Linked DNA regions of Gossypium arboreum: region 1 is linked to region 2. A link is a contact called in public Hi-C data. All regions are on one chromosome and are shown on one strand. The core of a region is the stretch at or near the end of the contact, and the rest is flanking DNA. Distances in the headings are between cores, read along the strand shown.

Region 1 (3,719 bases), core at 764-3,263, 830 kb after region 2:
TCTCATTTCCTCCTCCCATGGCACGTTGTTGGTTCATCATTGCTGCCAAATACTGTTGCTGTTGTTGTTGTTGATGGTATGGGTTGCCCGGCATTACATCCGGACCCGCTCCCTGGAAGTACCCTCCGCCGCCGCCGCCGCCGTTCATGGCTGCTGCCGGTAACCCTTGCACTGCTGGGATGTTACCCATTTGGGGTAAGCTCCCCATTTGGCCCATTGCCATGTTCATGGCAGCAGCCCTTTGTTGTTGACTCATGTTCCCACCATTAGCGCCGCCACCCATGGTAGGGAACCCATCGGAAACACCGTTGGGAGCACCCTTTTTGCCACCGTTCCCACCACCGTTGTTACCACCATTCTTGTGTAGCTCCTGAGGTAAACCACCGCCATTTTTACCACCGTTTTTACCACCGCCACCTTGATATGGATTCCCCCCGTTAGGATTCCCTCCAGCACCACCACCTTTCTTACCTCCATTCCCATTTTTACCCTCATTGTTACCACCACCAACAGGCATACCACCCCCACCGTTACCACCTTTCTTACCATTACCCCCACCATTAGGAGCAGCATTTTGGGGACCCTTTTGGGGATTCATAAGCTGAGGGAGATTACCATTCATCATGCCATTCAACATCACCATGTTGTTGGCCATTCCTTTAGGAGGAGCATTATTCCCCATCATAGCCTTCATCTTGTTAACTGGATGACGATGATCATCCAACTCATCACCATCATCAAAATCATCATCATCATCAAGATCACAATCATCATCCAAGTCATCATCATCATAATCATCATCACTGAAATCTTCCTCTTCAGCAAACTTCACAGCTTTGTTGTTTTGGAGTTGGTTGGGATTAGGACCCATTTTCATGTCCTTCAACTGAGGCAGCTTCAGATCTTGTAACCCTTTCATTTGTTGAAGCTGTTGAAGATGCTGGTGCAACTGTTGAGGTGTCGGCTGACCACCTTTCGGCTGGTTATTGTTGTGGTTGTTGTTGTTGTTGTTCCCTTTCTGACCACCCTTGTTGTTGTTTTGGTTGTTGTTCTTGTTGTTGTTGTTTCCACCTTTGTTGCCATTATCAAGCATCTGCATGTTCTTGAACTGGTTGGCAAGATGAGCTTGATTGTTGTTAGCTTTTGCAGAACCCCAAGGCTCTGCATGCTTCCCTGATTTTGCAAGCTTTCTTATTAGAACATTAGGATCTACATTTCCCAACACTGTTACCTTACCTTGCTCAGAATCTATGGTGGTCTTAAAAACCCCTGACAAAACAAAAATAAAACCCCAAAAAACTCAACTTTAAAGTCTGAAACATGAAAAACAAATTAATGTCCAAAAAAAAGAAGAAATACCTTCAATCTTTTGTAAGATTTTCTTCACTTTGTGCTTACATCCATCACAGTGTATGTTAACTTTGAGGACACAAGTCTGCAAACAAGCAAAAAAAAAAAGATTTTTTGAGTAGAAACGAAGTAAAGGTATAATCTTTAACAAAAAACACTAGAGAAACAAAAAAGAGAGAGAAAATACTTGGATCTTCATAAACTCTTCTTTACTCATTTTTTTTTCTTCTTTTCTAATCTCAAATACACATACAACAACAAGGAGAATGAAAGAGGGAAAAAAAAGGGTTGGTAACAGATCTGAAGAAAAAAAACAGAAGAAATGATAGAAATTTACAACAAATCCCAACAGACTTAGTTTTTGGGTTTGTTTAACAGAAGAAGAAGAAGAAGAGAGAATGAGAGCCGGAGAAGGAGAAGAAGAAGAAAGAGAATAGATGTTAATAAGCAAAGCAAAGACTCTGCTAAAAGCAAAGAAAGAGAGAGTGCCGGCAATGGCAATGGCAACAGCAGGCAAAGCAAAGCAAAGCTTCACTCTATCTTTTGGATCTTTATTTATTGATATATTTATATATATATATTGAAATTTTACCAGAAAGAAGAATAGAGTGATTTTTTTTTTTTTGGTAAAATGTGTATTAGAGCCAAATGGTGGCTTAGGCTTGGCTTGAGCTTTGGCTTTTGGCTTTGGTATTGGCTTTGTATGAAGAAGAAAATAAATAAATAAAGAAATTTGAGGCTTTTGGTGATTTCACAAATTTCACCGTAAGAGGGGGATTGGATTTTGGTGGGTCCAAAATAATAAATGGAATGTACAAAGATCACAGATGTGAATGAACTCCTTGTCAGATTTTTTACTCTCTTATAATACAATACAATAATGACACTAGATGGCATTGCCATACGCTTCCCTATCCTCCTTAGATTCGATTTTATTTTAATTATTTTCTTATTTTTAATTAAGCTCTTTGAATTATAAATTTATAAATTAATTCAGCCTTAAAATTTAATTTTACATCAAAATAACGACTAATGATATATATAGCAGTTAATAGCGACACGAAATAAGTTGATGAAAGAGATTCCAACATTATCTAAATTATTATATTTTTTATGTTTAAATCTAACTTAAGTTTAGTCTAATGAAAATAAAAAATTTTGTTTTATATTCATATTTACATATTTTTATTATTTAAATTAAATTCAAAATTAGGAAAAAGAAATTGGTCGAAAGCTTGAGTTTGTACATGCCAGCCTAATAAATTTAACAATCGATCCAACAAAAAGAACTTACCATATATCATATGATTGGATTGCCTTGGTGTATCCATTTTACAACCTTCAAACAAGCACATATTAAACCCATATAAATTTTATTCTTTTTTTTCTCAATAAAAGTTCAACTAAAGTGTACTCTAACAATATTTCTTGATTTATAAAAATCGAAGTCTTGGAAAACCCCTCATCAAAAAATAAACACAACCCTAAAATTCTTGCTACTCGATCAAACCATTATTGGATTTCTTCTGATTCAATCAAGCACATATTCAATTTCTCATTCATTTTTTTTCCTAAATTGAAAATTTCCCACTCCATTAAAGAGAACAACTATGTTGAAAAGAAATAAAATTTGCAATTATCAATATTTATGAAAGTATAAAATAGATTAATGCTTTTTCAAAGAATTGAAACACTTAAACATAATACAGATAGTAGTATACATCTCAGGCCTACAACAATCACACCACATCCTATAGTCAAAGTAAGAGAATTTTTTTTCAACCCTCCTATATTTGATTGGTCTCCTTGTCTCAATCACTTGTAGGATGCGCATGAACTCCGTTGTCGTCCAAGATGTCTACCAAAACTAACTAAACTAAATTTATATTAAAACTGAGAAAAGAAAAGAAAAACAAAAAAAAAAAACAAGAAGTTTCAATCAAGGCTAGTTCATGGAGTTTGGAGCATCAATCATTTAATTTGAACGGTAAAAGGAGGCTTGGATGAGGAGAAGCGTCAATCGAAGTCTGGTGATGATTCAACAACCAAAAGAAGATACTTGGGATTTGATTTGGTTGATTTCATCTTAAACCATTCAGTAATTGGAAGAAAGCAACGAAAAGGTAGCAAGTCGACACCTTCAATTGGCCAAAAGTGACCTGAATTATGGTGATTCCAAGTAGTGGCTAGGGTATGGAGAAGAAGGGATTAGCTTTGTTTTGTTCTGCAAAGGAATAAGAAATGAATAGGCAAAAGAAAAAAAAATAGGAAAAAAGGAAACTTACGTGTGAGATATTTTTATACTCTTTCTAATTTTTTAGAATATTGACAAATTGTAAATATTAAGGCTACTTTTTAAGAATCATTAC
Region 2 (4,124 bases), core at 1,570-4,069:
AATGTTTAGAATTCCTAAAAATAAGAAATTAAATCAAATTTTATGAAGAATATCTTCGTATTTCGAGCTATTCGGGAAGAAAATCATGTCCTGTAAGTTAGGGCACGATGTCTTGAATTCTCGAAAATAAGAATGCTCATTTTTTAATTATTGCCCAAATCTTATATATTTTTAATCATTATTTCTTCCAAAAAAAAAAAAAAGAAGGGACGTTTGATTATTTTGGTTCGAGGAGGAAATCATACCCTATAAGCTAGGGGCACAATTTCTCGAATCTTCAAAATAAAGAATATCGCTTTAGTCTTTATTCTTTTATGTGCTTATGTCGAAAAACGGATGTATGTAGCAATTGTTTACAATGTACGATAATGGAGAAAATTATAGTAAAATAACATAAATAATAAAAACAAGATGACAATAATATAATGAGTACAAATGAAAAACAATAAAAAATATTCAATTAATAATATTATCTAATAATACTAATAATGAAATAATATAAAAATGCATGATAATAATAGAATTACGTTCATAAAATATTGGTTCTTTGAGCTAATTTTAACAAAATTAATATCAATTAACAACAATAATTACTTAATAATGTTAGTAATATCAATACTTAAAAGTAAGGATCAAAATAAAATAATCGAAAAATCGACGGTAAAAAAAAGTAAAAATTAAATATATGGACTTAATTAATGAATGGAGGATTAAATTAAAATCCAAACAAAACTTAAAGCACAAATTGCAAGAAAAAAAAAGGAAAGGAGAATAAATGACTAAATTAAAAATATAACAAAACTAAAAGCCTAAATTATTAAGAAACAGAACTTAAAGGATTAAATTAAAATAAGATAGAAAACTTTAGGGGTCAAATGGAAATTGTCCCCATCATATTGACACGTGTCACTCCTTAAGGGGTTCACAGTGGGTTAGGGGACTAAATTGTACAGGAATTTAAATTATGAGGAGAAAATTAAAACAAACGAGCAGGATTAAATTAAAAAGATGAAAAAAAAAGCGGAAGGACCAAAGCTGCAAATATTCCCTCCCTTCAAAAACACGAGGATCCTAGGGGAAAATAGGTCGATTTTTGGGTTGAGTTCAAAACAACTTCGTTTTGGGGTTTCTGAAGCCAAGCCAAAATGATGTCATTTTGATATGTCTATATAAGTTAAAGTTTAAAAAAAAAAAGTCATTTTAGCCTCTCTTTTTTTTTAAAAAAAAAAATTCGTTCTCCTTTTTTCTCTGAAGTGGCTTCAAGTCTGACCATGGGCTAGCGAGTCTCCGTCGTGGCCACCAATCACTGGCGACGGAGATTGCCACCTCCGGTGATCGGAGGTAGCCAAAAAAATTCCCTGGAATTCTTTTCCACGTAGATCTCCGATCTGGAGTTAGAATCGCCGAAAACTTAGCCAAAATCCCAAAAAATGAGAGAAACCTTTCGGTTTCTACTCTCTCTGACGAGGCCCTCCATGGACCCTAAGGGGTCCGAGGCTTCCCGAGTCGGAGGGACCTCTGGTGACGGAGCAAAATAGGTAAAGTTTCTCCCCTTTTTTATTTTTTGTTTTGAAAAGAGAAAAATCAAAATAAAATAATAATAATAAACAATAAAATGTTACCTTTTTGAACTTTGTGGTATTTTTATTTCGATTCTTCTGATTTTTTTTATTTCAATGTATTTGATCCCCCTTTTCATGTTACAAAGATCAGTTTTTATAACCGAAATAATATTACAATATATGCTTTTTTTTATTTCTTGTTTCTGTTTCTTATCCTTTTTTGTGTTTCTTGCAGGGGCAGTGGAAGTCAACGAGGTTGCTGCTGCCGTTTTGGTGCAAGGGGAAAGGTTTTGGGCCTCGCGTTAGCTGACATGTTGGGAAATGACGCAGCAGGGGGCTAGGGCAACTAGGGTTTCTGTTGAAAGATTAGGATTTTAGGCCATTGGGCCTCTCTTTGTATTTGGGCTTGTAATAATTTTTTTGGACTCTCGGGCCTTGTAAATGAACTGTTATTTTTTGCTGTTGTTTTATTATTGGGCCCGGGCAAAATTGAGCTCTTACACCTAATACCCAAATTGTTTAATCTTAATAATCTTAATATCTTACTTTCCATTCCAATTTTTTCTATAACAAAATCTAAAAGTAAACATTATCCAGAAATATTTCACCCTTAAACTTCAATTACACGGTAAAAAGAAAAAAAAGAAGAGAAAGATTGAGTATTGTTGGTTATTTTAATACGGTAAAATAAATACAAAATCTTAAGCTTAGAATCGTTTTTATCTAATGATTAAAATCATTTTGATGCTCATCTTAAAAATTCTCACTATAATTACTATCATAGTATTTTATGTTATATTTTAATAATTTTTATAATATTTACGTCATATAATTACATGATATCTAATAATGTCATATCTTCAAACCCCTAATAATAGTAACATCCAATAAGTTAAAGAAAAGAAATAATTAAAAAAAGCTAAAAAGTTAATTTTGAGCATGTGAAGTGGCAACCTCACTCATACTACCCAGACAAGGGAATTACCCACCTTATTTCTTTTTTTGTTTCGTTAATCATAGACATGTGATTTTATTTTTATTTTTATTTTTATTTTGTATAAATAGGGATTTTTAGTTTATATTATAGTGAGAGATTAATTTTGTTGGAGTCAAAAATAATATTTAAGTGAAACTTTTCAATAATTGTAATTTTAAAATAAAAAATATCATTTTTCTAAACCGTCTATTGATAATTATAAATACGCATAGTTACTGTTGATTTGAGATTCAATTTAATTATCTTGCCTTGATAACATTAGTATGCCAACAAGGGTTGAGTTCAATCCTAGAGTTCACCTTTTCTTTATTTTCTTATACCTTAATTTTTATAATGATAAGTTGAAATCACTTACATCAATATAAATTTAATTTTTCACTATGAGTAAAACATAATTAATTTATACATTTTTAAAATTTTATAGGATTTATTAAAAATTTATTCATGTAAATTGAAATATAAAATTTGTTAAAATAAAAAAGCTAAATTAATTGTTCCCTTAACTTAAATTCAGGGAGATAAGGAGGAAGTAGTAGTAATAATGAAGCGTGGAGGCGTCTGGATTTCTTTTGTGGGACCCACATCTTAACCTTTTTCTTATTTTAAACACCATCCGTACTTCCCTTAATAATAATACAAAAAATAAAAAATATATGGAAAAAGATTCCCGCGCTCTTCTCACAGGCTAACCGACAAATTTCGCCGTTTACAAGCTTCCGTTATCTTTTTTCTTCACCCTTCTCTCCCAATCTTCTCCTTTATTTTTATTTTTATTATTTTCGCAACGCCTTTCACCGTTTTCATGAAATGGCTCGGCTCGGCTCGGCTCAAATGTTACGGCTAACAACTCTCTTTGTTTATTTGCTTCAAGGAATCTATTAGATTAGATTGAGGATTACATAATCAACAACCTAACTGATGACCCCTCAAAAAACCACACAACCTAATTTATGGCTAAACTCACTAAATTTTTGTTAAAATTTCGTTTTCATTCTTAATCTTATCGAATTATAATATTTTGATTATTTCTTCGTTAAGATTATAACCATCATAAATTTAATTCAAAAATAACCTGACCTGCTAGTTTAAAGGTTAATATGTAACTTAAACTATGAACTATAATTAAAATATTTTATTTTATCTTTATAACATTTTTAATCATAATTTTGAAAAATAATTATCTAAAATTTTAAAATTATTTAAAATTCAGAAATTTTTATTTATTTTCTAAAACTATAAAATTTATTTTTTAAATTATAATTTGTAATAAAAATCATAAAATCCTTAAAAAAATTAACCCTATGTTGAGTTAGGTTAAATTTCAAAATTATTAAAATATCAAAAATTCTTTTAAAAACTCTGAAATTTTTTGTTATTTTATTTTGAAATTATAAAAATATTTTAAAACTATAATTACGTAAAAAATTTGAAAATTTCATAAAATTCTAAAACAACCTTTCAAACCTTTTAACTTTCTAAAAAAACCAACCTTTCTGTTTTCAAGCCCATTTCCGCCTCTTGAACCACCATGCCGACATCCTCTCCGGTCGAAAACAGGACCACCG

Evidence for each region. Hi-C and Micro-C count contacts between places; a contact is called where the count stands out from the background.
Region 1: a Hi-C map of leaf shows a contact between it and region 2, with 2.6 times the contacts expected there. The contact joins the promoter of LOC108456871 here to the enhancer-like site in region 2. A contact is called at or near these places in 2 of 5 Hi-C or Micro-C datasets (both in leaf).

What each region holds. Positions count from the first base shown.
Region 1 is chr9:54,200,426-54,204,144 of ASM2569848v2, forward strand. LOC108456871 (heavy metal-associated isoprenylated plant protein 32) reads right to left here and starts at 2,014. Exons shown (of 3, transcript XM_017755599.2): 1 at 1,538-2,014; 2 at 1,360-1,435; 3 at 1-1,269. The coding sequence starts at 1,567.
Region 2 is chr9:53,372,657-53,376,780 of ASM2569848v2, forward strand. No RefSeq gene overlaps it. Among protein-coding and RNA genes, the nearest start is that of LOC128280652, 51 kb to the left of the region's middle. Within about 2 kb of position 2,820, at least 2 of the 2 cell types and tissues checked have an H3K27ac peak or open chromatin away from gene starts, as enhancers often do. A contact at or near this core is called in leaf, where this site is marked.